Linked DNA regions of Danio rerio: region 1 is linked to region 2. Evidence: chromatin contacts called from public Micro-C data. All regions are on one chromosome and are shown on one strand. Each heading gives the region's core, a stretch centred on a gene start, on an enhancer-like site or on the middle of the called end of the contact. The rest is flanking DNA. Distances are from core to core; before and after follow the strand shown.

What was found. A called contact is a pair of places that touch in the nucleus more often than the background predicts.
Region 1: a contact with region 2 is called in a Micro-C map of caudal fin, with 8 times the contacts expected there. The contact joins two enhancer-like sites. A contact is called at or near these places in 3 of 18 Hi-C or Micro-C datasets (caudal fin, embryo and an unstated tissue) and 1 of 4 datasets of contacts at active chromatin or transcription factors (caudal fin).

The regions. Positions count from the first base shown.
Region 1 is chr3:10,490,163-10,496,860 of GRCz12tu, reverse strand. It overlaps glis2b (GLIS family zinc finger 2b), which reads right to left. Exons shown (of 6, transcript NM_001289885.1): 3 at 6,693-6,698; 4 at 4,913-5,046; 5 at 4,462-4,580; 6 at 3,673-4,385. The coding sequence ends at 3,673. Among named protein-coding and RNA genes, the nearest start is that of glis2b, 15 kb to the right of the region's middle. Within about 2 kb of position 3,665, at least 23 of the 62 cell types and tissues checked have an H3K27ac peak or open chromatin away from gene starts, as enhancers often do.
Region 2 is chr3:10,314,864-10,321,581 of GRCz12tu, reverse strand. It overlaps srl (sarcalumenin), which reads left to right. Exons shown (of 7, transcript NM_001077531.1): 3 at 2,660-2,755. Among named protein-coding and RNA genes, the nearest start is that of srl, 32 kb to the left of the region's middle. Within about 2 kb of position 4,946, at least 3 of the 62 cell types and tissues checked have an H3K27ac peak or open chromatin away from gene starts, as enhancers often do.

The DNA.
Region 1 (6,698 bases), core at 2,416-4,915, 180 kb before region 2:
ATGATGAAGGCTTTCAGCGGTGCTTCTGACTGAACCGAGCCCAGTTTGATAAGCTGTTGTTGGTATCAGCAAGAAAATATTTCCTCGCGACACCAGAAATTGACACATTCTACGTCATAATCGCACTCATACAAGACCAAGCTCATGATTGGTTAATGCGGCGCAAATGTCCACTGAAGTTCAGATTTTCCAACTCGAGCGATTCGTACGATAGTTAGGCTCGTTAAATGCGCAAAACAATCAAATCGCGCCAGTTATTTTAAGTGAAACACACCGCAGGGTATTTATTCGCGTAATGTGTGAACACAGCATTAGAAATGAAACCAAAGACACAGTTAATGTTTATTTTTTTTGGTGATTCCTTAAATAAAATTGAATTGTAAGCTAGGCAAGCAGTTTCCCCATTCAACACAAAGCCTGAGCATACTGGCCAAAAGGAAGTGACATGTCTTGCTTTAAAGGGACTTTTTTTAACAATTTTTTTGAGTCCATTCAGTCTATCTCTGGGTCTGGTGGGAGCACTTTTAGTTTAGCTTAGGTTAGAATTGATCATCAAGTTAGATTAGATTATAGCAGAGGCGTAGCAGACATTTTAAAAGTGGGGGGACGGCTGATTGAGATCCAAAAGTTTACGTTCAAAAAATTGTTAATCAACTGTTTCTAAATGGTGTGTCTTTAAAAGTGATCGTTCCCGCCGGTTGCTACGCCCCTGGATTATAGCATCTTGTTCAAAAAAGATCAAAGACTTTCGGTAAACTATTCTCTCATTACAGCGTAATAATCAAGAAATTTGTATTGCCGTACAATGGCATGCCGGCTGCAGCCATGGCGAAATCAAATTGAACTGAATCAATCATGATAATCGTAACTGAACTGTTTACAGCAGTGGTGCTGAACCCCGTTCCTGGAGATCTACCTTCCTGCAGAGTTCAGCTCTAACCCTGACCAAACACACCTGAACCAAATAATTAGGCCCTGAACAGCACTTGACAATTACAGGCAGCTGTGTTTGATATGGGTTGCAACTAAAATCTGCTGGAAGTAGTGTTGTGACCATACTGGAATTTCGATACCAATCAGTATTGAAACTTTAGAAACGTTCATTTCCCTTTTCACAGCAAATCAGAGTAATTTCTGTTGAGGACATGAACACAATGGGCAATCAGCGGTGTTTAGGAATGCATGGGAATTTTTCCTGCACTGTTAGCGGGAAATGGATGGCTTAAAAAATGCAGTACCGATTGGTAGTATTTTGACAACACGAGTAATGTTAGAAAGTAGATCTCCAGGAACAGGGTTGGTCACCCCTGGGATACGGCATGTAAACCTCTAGTGTTGTGGTATGGTTATGGACTAAATGTGAGGGTTACTAACTCAAATCATTCCTGCAGTAATCTTGTGTCATTTCTCCCGCTTTCCTTTCAAATGATTAGCTGGAGGAAGCTGAACATAGAGTAGCGATAGAAGAAACAAAGCAACTTCAACATCAGGAAATGTCTCGTCAGTAATAAAAACGTAAAAACAAAACAGCATCAATTGTATAGTTCTCACAAATAATAAAACAAATGCAATAAGACTCTGAGTGTAAAAATGGTTTGGAGGGGACGGTGGGGTTCATGCTTTCGGCAAGTGCGAATATTTCAGTCGGAATGTTTTACGTTACATTCACTTGTCCGTTAAAAATGCTGAACTATTAGTGGGATAATGAAAATCTCTGAAGGATGCTTTACATATATCATCTCTCTTACAGAAGGAGTTCCCCTGAGAGGACAGAGACTGTTACTTGCCTGAGGTCAGGAGACGAGATTTAATCTGACTGAGGTCCTGATTGTGACAGGTCGATCTATGTATGATGGCTTTAGTGGAAAGTTTTGGAGTGTTGCAGCAACTTCATGTTAGCAGGAGTATTGCTGAGAACAACAGACTTTGATGCAGTGGATCTTAAAGCATTACCCTTCAGCCAACTAAATAGTGCTTGAAAAAGTCCCTAATTCAGTTTCTGGGTATACCTTAAGATTTTTAGCACAGTGGGATAAACTATGAAAGCAAAATTGTCATACCAAATTATAGGTGATAGATAATGGTTATTTAAAAGTTCGCTATTTTGCAAGAACCAAAGGTTTCTTGTTTTATCCTGCAATGCTAGTATGCTGCAAAGCAGGACAATACTGTTAAATGTTGCCCTTGGTGCAGCTAGTCATGTACAGTACAACTGATGACCAGAAGATGGCACTATTTACAACAGTGCCATGTGCCATGGGATGTTAGCATGACCGCTAGGTGGGTTTGTGCCCTTGTGTGACTTAAAACTCAGCCAGTCTGAGTTTTGTGTCTGTAAATCTATTTAACAAAACAGAGCTAGTCAAGGTTTCTATTTCCTCCCCTTCTGAGGACAGATTGTCATTCATACTTTAACTAGTTTTATTCAAATGTGTATGCTTACATTGCAGTTATACAGCTAGCAGCAAATGCAAGGTTTGTCATTTAGGTTCCAATAGCATTGAAGCTAAAGAGTTTCACTTGCAAGGTATGCAAAGGGTACCTGCTGACTTAGGTGGGAAAGGTCTGAAACAGGGGTGTTTAATTGTACTCCTGAAGGGCTAAGTCAAAGAGTTTAGCTCTTGCCCTAATTAAACATCTAAACTTGCTACTCAAGATATTCATGATCACCACAAGGTAGTCAGATGACTAGGTGCTAAACACTGTAGGAAAGTGGGATTTCAGGAGCAGGACTGTTCTGACGGGTACACCAAATGCTGATTGTCAGCATGCAAACAAGATTCTCTTGCCTAATCTACAACTTAAGCTTGCACTTGCAAACCTAACCTGACCTAAAGGCTCGAAGATCTCTAGCTTGTTACACTTTTGTTGTAATGCACGGAATGGCTTGAAGATCAATTGCTTAAGAATAATAGCATATGGTTGTCTCTTTAGTGTGTTGTACACTGACGCAAAGAGTTTCTCTTACGCATAAATACACAGAAATGGTCTCTTGATGTAAGGGCACAAATTCATAAGTCTGACATTGTGGCAGTGTGCTAATTTAAACAGAAAAGTAAGCTGTACTTATGACATCCAGTTCTGCTTCTGGAGGGACACCTTTCAACAAAGACCGGGGATGGGTAACTCTGAACATCAAGGTCCTGCAGAGTTTAGTTCTATGCCTGATCGAACTAACATGACTTTCCCAATCTTGAAGATGTTAATTGGCTTGTTTAGTTGTCCTTAGTTGCAGTTAGAACTAAATGTAACACAGGACAGTGGCCTACCTTGGTTTAGCCACAAGCCTAACTAAAAATACTTGAATCAAGATCTTCATGATTACCTGAACAACCAAGAAGTTGTATTGTAGCAACCTAGAAATAATTTCTGCAGAAAGGTGACCCTCTAGGAGCAGGATTAAGCACCCCTGGTAATAGCATAAGCCAGAAAGAATAAAAATGTAATGGAAGCTAACGTTTAGCCTATTTCTGATGTTTAAGCTAATTATTTTCTTTTTAAAACCCATAGCTATTACCAGAAGAAATAGGTAGTAGTGTGTGTCTGAAGAACATGGTGTCACTTCCAAGCAGAACTGCAAATGCTTTGTGAAACCCCCCACAGGCTTGCCTCTGACCTCTGACTCCTATTCTCCCCCCGCACTTCCCCTGCCATTCCTCTGGAATGTGGTGCTCAGTTGACCACAGCTGGCTTCAGCACAACTGGGCCAGAGGGGATGACCACCCAAGACAGGGGGTCGTGGGATGCTCCCGTAGACAGGTTGAGTACACCACCGTGGATCTCATCCTCGCCCTCCTCTCCTCTGATCTTGCCCTTGCCATGGTCCCTGCGCTCAGAGCCCAGGATGGGCAGCATGGGTAACCCAAGCGTGGAAGATGAAAAGGAAGGAGACAGCAAAGGTGACTTGGTCAGGCCTAGAGGGGAACTGCTGAAGGACAGAATAGGTGTCCCTCCAAGCCCAGCAGTAGGGGAGTTTGGGCAGCCAAGTGTGCTCAAGTCCAAGGGGCGGGGACTGAGGGGGGACAGCGGGAGGGAGCCTCCGAGACCCTGCAGAGCGTGACCACCAAGGAGAGCAGCGGCAGCACTAGGAATGATGATGTGAGCCCCGCTGACATAAGTCAGCTCCGAATCTTTCCCCACCCCAGCAATCTGGCTCTGCTTTATCAACGAGCCCACCCCACCTCCCTGCTCCTGGGCTACAAAGTGCCCATGAGCCTTGATATGCTTCCTCAGGGAGCTGGGGTCCGTGTAGCGTTTCAAGCATCCCACCATCTTGCAGTAGTAGGGCTTGTCCACATAGTGCGTGCGTGTGTGTTTGAACCGGTCGCTGGAATTGGAGTAGCGTTTATTGCAGCCTTCGTAAGGGCAGATGTAGGGCTTCTCACCTAAAACACAAGTACAGAGACAGTAAGGTCAGGCTGCCTCCATCCAGATGTTTACCTAGCATGCAGTGACACTGACCTGTGTGTGAGCGGTTGTGAATCTTGAGGTTTTCCAGTCGGGAGAAGCTCTTATTGCAGGTGGGACAGCGGTGAGGTTTCTCATTGGTGTGAGTACGGATGTGAATCAGCATCTTGTACCTAATAAGCAAGACATTAGATGTATGATGTTACTAGCGAACTTGCTGCATTTAAGATCTGCATCAAAACACATTGTGCCACATGTCTTTATGAAATTGAAAATGGAAATTTTCAGCTGACTTAAAAACATTCCATGCGTATGGTCAATTGAATATTATGTGTTTTTTTTTTGCGTTCAAACATACCAATATTATACTTTATTTATATTTTTTATGTACTCTGGTGATATACTAAGAAACTGTTTTATAAGTTATCAGGAAATGTGATTCCTACTGGGTTTTGGGTAAACATGCATCTGTATTGACAGACAGAACAGGCTACAATAAACACACCTGGCATTAAACCCCCGTCCTTTGCGTGCACACCCTTCCCAGTGGCAACAGTAGCCAGAATCCTTCTCTGGCTTCACATGGAAGTCGTTGACATGATCCACCAGGTCTTGCAAGGAGTCGAAAAGTAGGTGGCACTGTGAAAGCAACATCCACAATGAGCTCTTGTAGGAAAACGTGTGGTAAACTGCTTTATTACATATCTGTCTGGAATACTTGATTTTGATTAGTAGGTATGTTATTCCCAGATAACAACCAATGAAATTAATAATACAGACTCATCCGGGTACTTCGAATCATCTTGAGCATCAGTGAATATGTTTACATTTATAATTTTTGGCTTGTTTGACATGTTTTTTTGAATGTTTGGAGCCCTCTTGTGACTGAATAATGCGTAGGTTAGTGTATGCTCCATTCATCTGTTTTTGTTGGCATTTAAGAAATAATGAATAAACAGACTTCATACATATAGTACATATATAGTATACATATATATCACTGACAGCCCAAATTTAGCCTTGATTTAGCTAATCTGTCTATGTTTAGATGTCTATTAGACTAATTTAAATGTAAAAATCCTTGCTGAGTTACTAGTTTTGTATCTAGTTTTCATGTTTGGTGGCAATACCAGAGTAATAAGCTGAATTAAGTACATCCAGGCGGTTGTTATTTTAGGTTATTACTCCGCTGAAATACTTGATTGTGATTGGTTAGTTGTGATATAACAAGGTATGTTATCCCGAGATAACAACCGCTAAATAGCATAAGCTTATCCAGGAACTTCGAATCACCTTGACCATCAGTAAATATATTAAAAACCATGTAGGTACTTGCACAGTTTTGGACAGTTTCTAATTGTTTTCACCACCATTTTGTGACTTAATAGTGTACAAGTTTGTCAGCTTTGCATTTTCTTACAGAATTAACAAACTATTAAGGCTCAGAACAACAATTGTGTACTTGATTCTGATTGGTCAGTCATGAAAGATCCCGAAATAGTGTCCGTAAATGCGTTCTAATCCAAGTACTTAAATTCACATGTATCTGTTTGCCTGTCACGCCACCATTTTGGACAGTTGTTGATTGTTTTTACTGCCATTTTGTGACTGAATATCAACTGAAATACCAACTGAAAGTTGGTGTATACTCCATCAGCTGTTTTCATTTGCATTTAATTAAAGAATTAACAAACTGTTAAGGCTCAGAACAAAGTTTTGTGTCTGATTTTTATGTTTTGTAGCAAGTAGCCATGTAATGAGTTGAATAAGGTACATCGAGACAGTTATTGCAGGTTATTACACCACTGTCTGAAATACTTGATTCAGATTGGTCAGTCATGAAAGATCCCGAGATAACAACTGCTAAATAATGTAGGCTTATCCGGGCAATTTGAATCATCTTGACCATCAGTAAATGCATTCAAATCACATTCACAGGTATCTGTCTGTCATGGTTTTGGACAGTTTTGAATTGTTTTTGTGCCATTTTGTGGCTGAATAATGCACAAGTTAATGTATACTCCATCAGCTGTTTTGGTTTTTGTCAGTTTTGCATTTGATTAAAGATTTAATAAACTATTTTGGATTCGAAATATGTTTTGTGTTAATTTTGTAAATTTTATGGCGAGTAACCTTGTAATATGTTGGATAAAGTACTTTCCGACGGTTGTTTTTGCAGAATAAAGCCCTTCAGTCTTATACAACAGTGCTTTGCATTGGGCTGCTGATAAGAATGTCATGCTTCATTCTGCAATGGATTTACTTTATCCCTTACTCAATCTCACCTTCCT
Region 2 (6,718 bases), core at 3,697-6,196:
TATTTATTTTATATTTATTTATTTAATTGTATTTTATTTTACAATCACTGTTTTACTGATGCCAAAACTAAAACTCCTTAAAAATACAACAAATGTTTAATTTAATTTAATTCTGTCTTTATTTTATTTTATTTTATTTTATTTTGCAATCACCGTAGTACTGATGCCAAAAACTCTCTAAAAATACAACAAATTTTAATTTAATAAATCAATTAATTTTATTTTATTGTTATTTTTTTTAATTTTATTTTACAATCAGCATAGTGCTGATGCCAAAACAAAAACTACTTAAAAATAAAACCAATGTTTAATTCAATTACATTTATCTTATTTTATTTTACTCACTGTAAATACAATTTACAATCAATGTTGTACTGATGCTAAAACTAAAACTACTTAAATCCATCATATTTATTTATTTATTTATTTATTTATTTATTTATTTATTTATTTATTTATTTATTTATTTATTTATTTATTTATTTATTTAATTAATTGTGTTTATTTATTTATTTTTATTGTATTTTATTTTACAATCACAGTAGTATTGAGGCCAAAACTAAAACTAGTTAAAATACAACAACATTTTATTTATTTATTTATTGAATTAATTTTGTTTATTTATTTTTTTAAGTTGTATTTTATTTTACAATTACAGTAGTAGTGGTGCTAAAACTGAAACTACTTAAATGCAACAAAATATTTTTATTTATTTGTTTATTTATTTAATTAATTCAATTAATATTTTTCATTGTATTTTATTTTACAACCACGGGAGTATTGATGCTAAAACTAAAACTACTTAAAAATACAACAATGAAACAATACAACAATATTTTAGAATCACTATGCCAAAACTAAAACTACCTAAAGTAAACTACTTATTGCCTAAACCTAAAAACAACAACTTTGCGAGGAGCATGAAAACACTTTGAGTCATTGCATCCAGTGAACCGAACTTTCTACAAAAGACAGCAGCAATCTATTATTCAGGCTAGAAGTCGCTTTAGCCACCAGGAGAAAGTTGTTTTTCCAACAAACGGATCCATTGCTAACCTCAGAGTGTTTCTAGGTTTGTTTACGCTGCTGTCTCCTCTCATTTCCTTCCCAAATGCTTTTTATCCACAAGCCCATCTGCAGTGTTTCCCCTGGTGTGTGTCCAGCTCAAACTTCTGCTGTTTATTGTGTGTTTTCTTCCTTCAGCTGCGCTTTTTTTGTTCTGATTTTATGTTTTATATATTTTTGTTTTGTTTTGAAAATCCCTGGCAAGTTAAAGAAAATTAATTACAAAAATAATTACAAAATATCTATTATTGAGCTGAAACTTCTGCTGTGTTTAATTTTCCTTCTTCAGTTGCAATTATTTGTTATTTTATAATGTTATGTTTAGTTTTGTTTGTTTTGTTTTCTGTTTTTCTGTTTTTGTTTTGTTATGTTTTATATGTTTTATATTTTTGGTTTTGTTTTTATGTTTTGTTTTATTTTTTTGTTTGTTTTTGTTTTGTTTCATGTTTTGTTTTTGTTTTGTTATGCTTTATAAGTTTTGTTATGTTTTATATTTTTTGTTTTGTTTTTTATGTATTTTATTTTTTGTTTTGGTCCATGTTTTTGTTTGGTTTTTAATGTTGTATATGTTTTATGATTTATGTTATGTTTTTGTTTTGTTTCTGTTTTGTTTTATGCTTTTTGTTTTATGCTTTGCTTTTTTATGTTTTGTTTTGTTATTATTTTGTTTTGTTTTATGTTTTATATTTTATTTATTTGTTTTTGTTTTGTTATGTTATATTTTATTGTATTTTTTTGTTTTGTTATTTTTTGTTTTGTTTTTGTTTCTGTTTTATGTTTTGTTTTATTTTTTGTTTTGTTTTGTCATGTTTTGTTTTATTTTTTGTTTTGTTATGTTTTGTTTTACTTTTTTTTTATTTTATTTTTTGTTATGGTTTTGTTTTTGTTGTTCCATGTTTTATATTTTTGCTTTATGTTTTTTATGTTTTATATTTTTTGTTTTGTTTTTGTTTTATGTTTTATTCATTTATTTTTTATGTTTTGTTTTGATTTGTTTTTCGTTTCGCTTTGAAAATCTCCTGGCAAGTAAATAAAAAAGAATAAAAATGAAAAAAAAATAGCAAAAAATCTATTATTAAGCTGAAACTTCTTTGTTTATTATATGTTTAACCTCTTTCAGCTGCATTTATGTTTTATTTTATATTTTTTGTTTTGTTTTTGTGTTTTGGTTTGTTTTGAAAATCCCTGCCAGGTAAATGAAAATAAATTACACAAGGATTACAAAAATTCTATTAAGCTCAAACTTCTGCTGTTTTATTGTGTGATTTCCTCCAGCTGCATTCTTTTAGTTTTGTTATTTCATGATGTTTGTTCTATATTTTTTCTTTTGTTTTGTTTTGATAATCTTGCGTGTAAATGAATCACAAAATATAATTAGAACAATTTTGATATTAAAATTCTGCTGTGTTTATTGTGTTTTCCCTCATTCAGCTGCTTTTTTGTTTTGTTTTTATTTTATGATGTTTTATTTTATTTCATATTTTTTTGTTTTGTTTTGAAAATCAAGTAAATGAATATATCTTAAATAATAACAAAATTTGTATTATTAAGCTGAAACTTCTGCTGTGTTTATAGTGTGTTTTCCATCTTTTAGCTGCTTTACAGAGGCTGAGGAAGATCTACCACAACTCCATCAGGCCCATGGAGCAGGCCTACAAATACAACGAGCTTCGACAACACGAGATCTCGGGTAATTACTGTTTTACACCGCTGTCCGACTGTCAATATATGTTTTTAGGCTCATGTTTGAGATTTATGGGTTTCAGTTTCCTTCCATTTGTGTTACATTCAATTTGTTATAAAGCCCTGCTTTTTTTACGGGCAAAAAGAAAAAATGTATATTTACTTTGGATGTGTAATGTGTAATCGGGGTTAATCGTTGTCAAGTTATAATCAACTTTTTTTTTTTTTTTTTACAACTTCACAATTATAAGTTTACAACGATGCATATTGTTGTATAATTAAAGAATATAAATATATATTTTTTCAAACCGTACACATTTAAGCTGTTTAGAACCAACATAAATATGTTTATTGTGAATGCACTTGTACAATTTTTTTAATTACTTATGATTATATAAGCCTAGTTATTTATTTTAAGCATATTAATTATTATCTAATTACAACAAATTGTGTAATCCAAATGGAGGGACGTTGCATACACAATTGAAATGAATAAATCTCAATTTTAGGCCCAAAATGTTTGTTTTTGGGTGTAGATTAACATCATATGAATGTTGATGGCTTCTTCACAGTGAATTCATCATTTCTCCATCATCTAAAATCACCCATTCAGTCTTCATCCTCATATTCATAAGGAAGAACCAAATATCAATGTCTTTCCATGCTCATGTTTTATTATTAGTTCAGATTTGACTGTAAACAAATGTGGTTCTTTCATATGAGTATCTTTCTTTCCCTCTCAAAGCTCCAGATACACCAGAGCTGGTCTATAACATATCAGGAAATACTGCAGGATTCATTTATTATTGTGTTTTTAGCTCTGCTTTATAGTAAAGTCTCCTTAGTGAACATTATTTTATGCATTAAATATTATTAATAATGCTCAATTAGTTAGGGTTAGGGCTATGACTAGGCCTTTCTTAAGAAAACAACTGTTCATCGCACTGCATTTAACAATACGAACTGATATTTTTTGTGATTTTAATAATGCTTTAGTGTCAAAGCTAATATTGAAAAAGATTAACAATTTCTTTAATTGTTTTTTATTATTAGTTCATGTTAAAAGGTGTAGTTAACCTGTTTTAATATAAACTTATAGTTAAGGTGTGTTTGGCTGAAATAATTGAAACGTTCTGCTGTTTTATAGTTTTATTTTATTTAATACATATATATATATTTTTTGTTTTAGCTTTGGTAACAATCAAATATTTTAGTTTTTTGTATATATTATTTTTTAATAATGTTTGAGTTTTTTGTTTTTGTTTTGGTTCATATTTTTAGGATTTTTAAATGTCTATCTATCTATAGATATATAGATAGATATTTTATATTAAATTGTTTTTTATATACTTATGTTATATTGCTTATATTTATATTATATTATATTTATCATAATAATCTGACATATTTGAATATAATAAGTTTTTCTCAATTTCTAGGTTTTTAGTTTTTGAATTTTTCTCCATATTAATTTCTTTATTTAGTTAATTTACGAACCATTTTTTTTAAAATTTCATTTCAAATTAATATAGATTTTTTATATTCTTTTATTATATTATATTCTTTTATATTATATTATATTTGAATTATCTATCTATTTAAATTTCTTTTAAATTATGATTTTATTTTGTATTTTTATAGTTTTAGTTAGCAATGCAAGTTTATTCTTTTTAATTCTTATATTATATTACTTATTTTTTTATTTTTTTTATTTTATGTAATATTTTTTTCCACAATTTCAAGCATTTTAATTTGAGATTTTTTTTTATATTATTATTATTATTATTATTATTATTATTATTGTTATTATTATATTTTCATGTCATTTTAGTTTTTAGTCATTTTTAGTATCTGTAATACTAATAAATCCATTTTGAATAAGAATCAAATGCCTCAGCAGCTAATAAAAAACAACGACTTTGTAATGTTAATTTTTTTCCAGTTTGAGTTGTAGTTAATGATAAAACGCTACATCAGAGTTGTTGTTTTCTGCTGTTGAGTCTCGCACACCACAGCTGGATTGCTCGCGGGGGCAGAAACACACACACACGCACACACTCACACACACACACACACACACACACACACACACACACACACACACGCGCACACACACACACAAACACACACAGAGCCGGAGGAATGAAGCCTCCATCTGAAAGCAATCAGCAGTTCTTTATGTAAGAGTTTGATGTGCCGCAGAACTCTTCAACATCTCCTCTGCCTTTCATCGTTTCATTCTTTAAAAGAGGAGCTTCTGCTGCTCTACATTAGCATCATACTTCCAGATAATCAGCAATAATGTACCTTACACACTTTCAAATATGGCACATGCTACACCATCCCAAATAATAAGCCAACAGTAATACTAGAGTGAACCACAAAAAATAAACCACTTTATTTGTAGATAGATGGATGGATGGATGGATGGATAGATGCATGGACAGATATATGGATGGATAAACAGACATTATTTTTATTACTCATTATTATTAATGTTACTATTAGTTATTAGTTTGATTGATTTAATTACTAAGATTTCTTATTAACTAATTGAATATTAAATATTAGCATTAATTGTCAGATTTATTATTTTATTTATTTATTTCTAAAAATTGTCTTTAGATTTTTAATTTTTTATAATTTTTTTAATTTACATATTTTTGTTTTATTTATATTTTATTTACATCATTTAAACTGATATTTTACATTGTTTTAATTAAAAACAACTGTGGTTGACCAAAAGTGCTTCATAATGCCAAATACACACAGATAATAATCAACACTGTTAAAAAAATGTAATAAATAAATAAATAAATACATACATACATACATATATACATACATAAATAAATAAATTTACTGGTGTTTACATTTAAACGGGTCAAAGTTTTTTTCTAATCTGCATATGCATGTTTAAATAAATAAATAAATCTTTGTTTTGCATAATTAAATTCAAACCTTTAAATGGATATAATACACTGTATTTTATTTATTAGTTAAAAAATAATTTAATAATTTATTTAAAATACACCAACATATTTCAAGGCTGTCCAAAATTCATAAATAAATGATAATAATATAAAATAATAATAATAATAATATTTTTTTGCTGGTGATATAATTTAAACAGGTCTAATATTTTGCTAATCTCTTTATATATGCCTTTAAACGGACTCACAAAATACAAAACATTGTATTTATTAAATACAAAAAAAAACTTATTTTATTTATTTAAACATTTTGGAAAAAAGCCTAAATACTGTTTCAATCTTTCTTAATTTATTTATTTAATTGAATGTGCTATACTTGCTATATTACAGCAACCGTCTGTAAATCTAACTAGCAGTTTGTGAGTCTGAGCTATATAAAAGCAAATCCAGCATCAGATATTAGTAATTTGCGTGTGAATTTGAGCAGTTCAGGTCAGGTTTTGTCCTCTTCAAGGTGACTTTGATGCTCTTGAGCGACTTTGATGGTCCTGCTATAACCCTACATGATGAAAACATGAAAACACTGAGATCAAGCTTGCCCTCTTGTGGTTCAGCATGGTATTTAACCCAACACTCACCACAATAATGACTGACTGTTGTTCACATCTGATCTGAGAGAGGCAGAGAAAAGCTGAAAGCAGATATCCAAGAGAGCTGCAGTGGTTCTCAAATATCAAACAAACATACTCTGTTATAATAGTTGGGTTAAAAATACCACAACATTTAACCCAGCTATAGGTTATTATAGCACCATCCCAACTATGGGTTATTTTAACCCAATGCATTGGGGATTATAATTTAACCCAATGCATTAGGTTATTTTGATTAAATGTTGTTTATCCGACTAGTATTTATATTGCTATACTATTACTAGTACTACTATTTATAAGTATGAATATGTAAATAATTAACTTGCAGTTAAAAAAATACTTAGGGCTCTATTTTGACGGTCCATGCGCAGAGCCCAAACGCAGGGC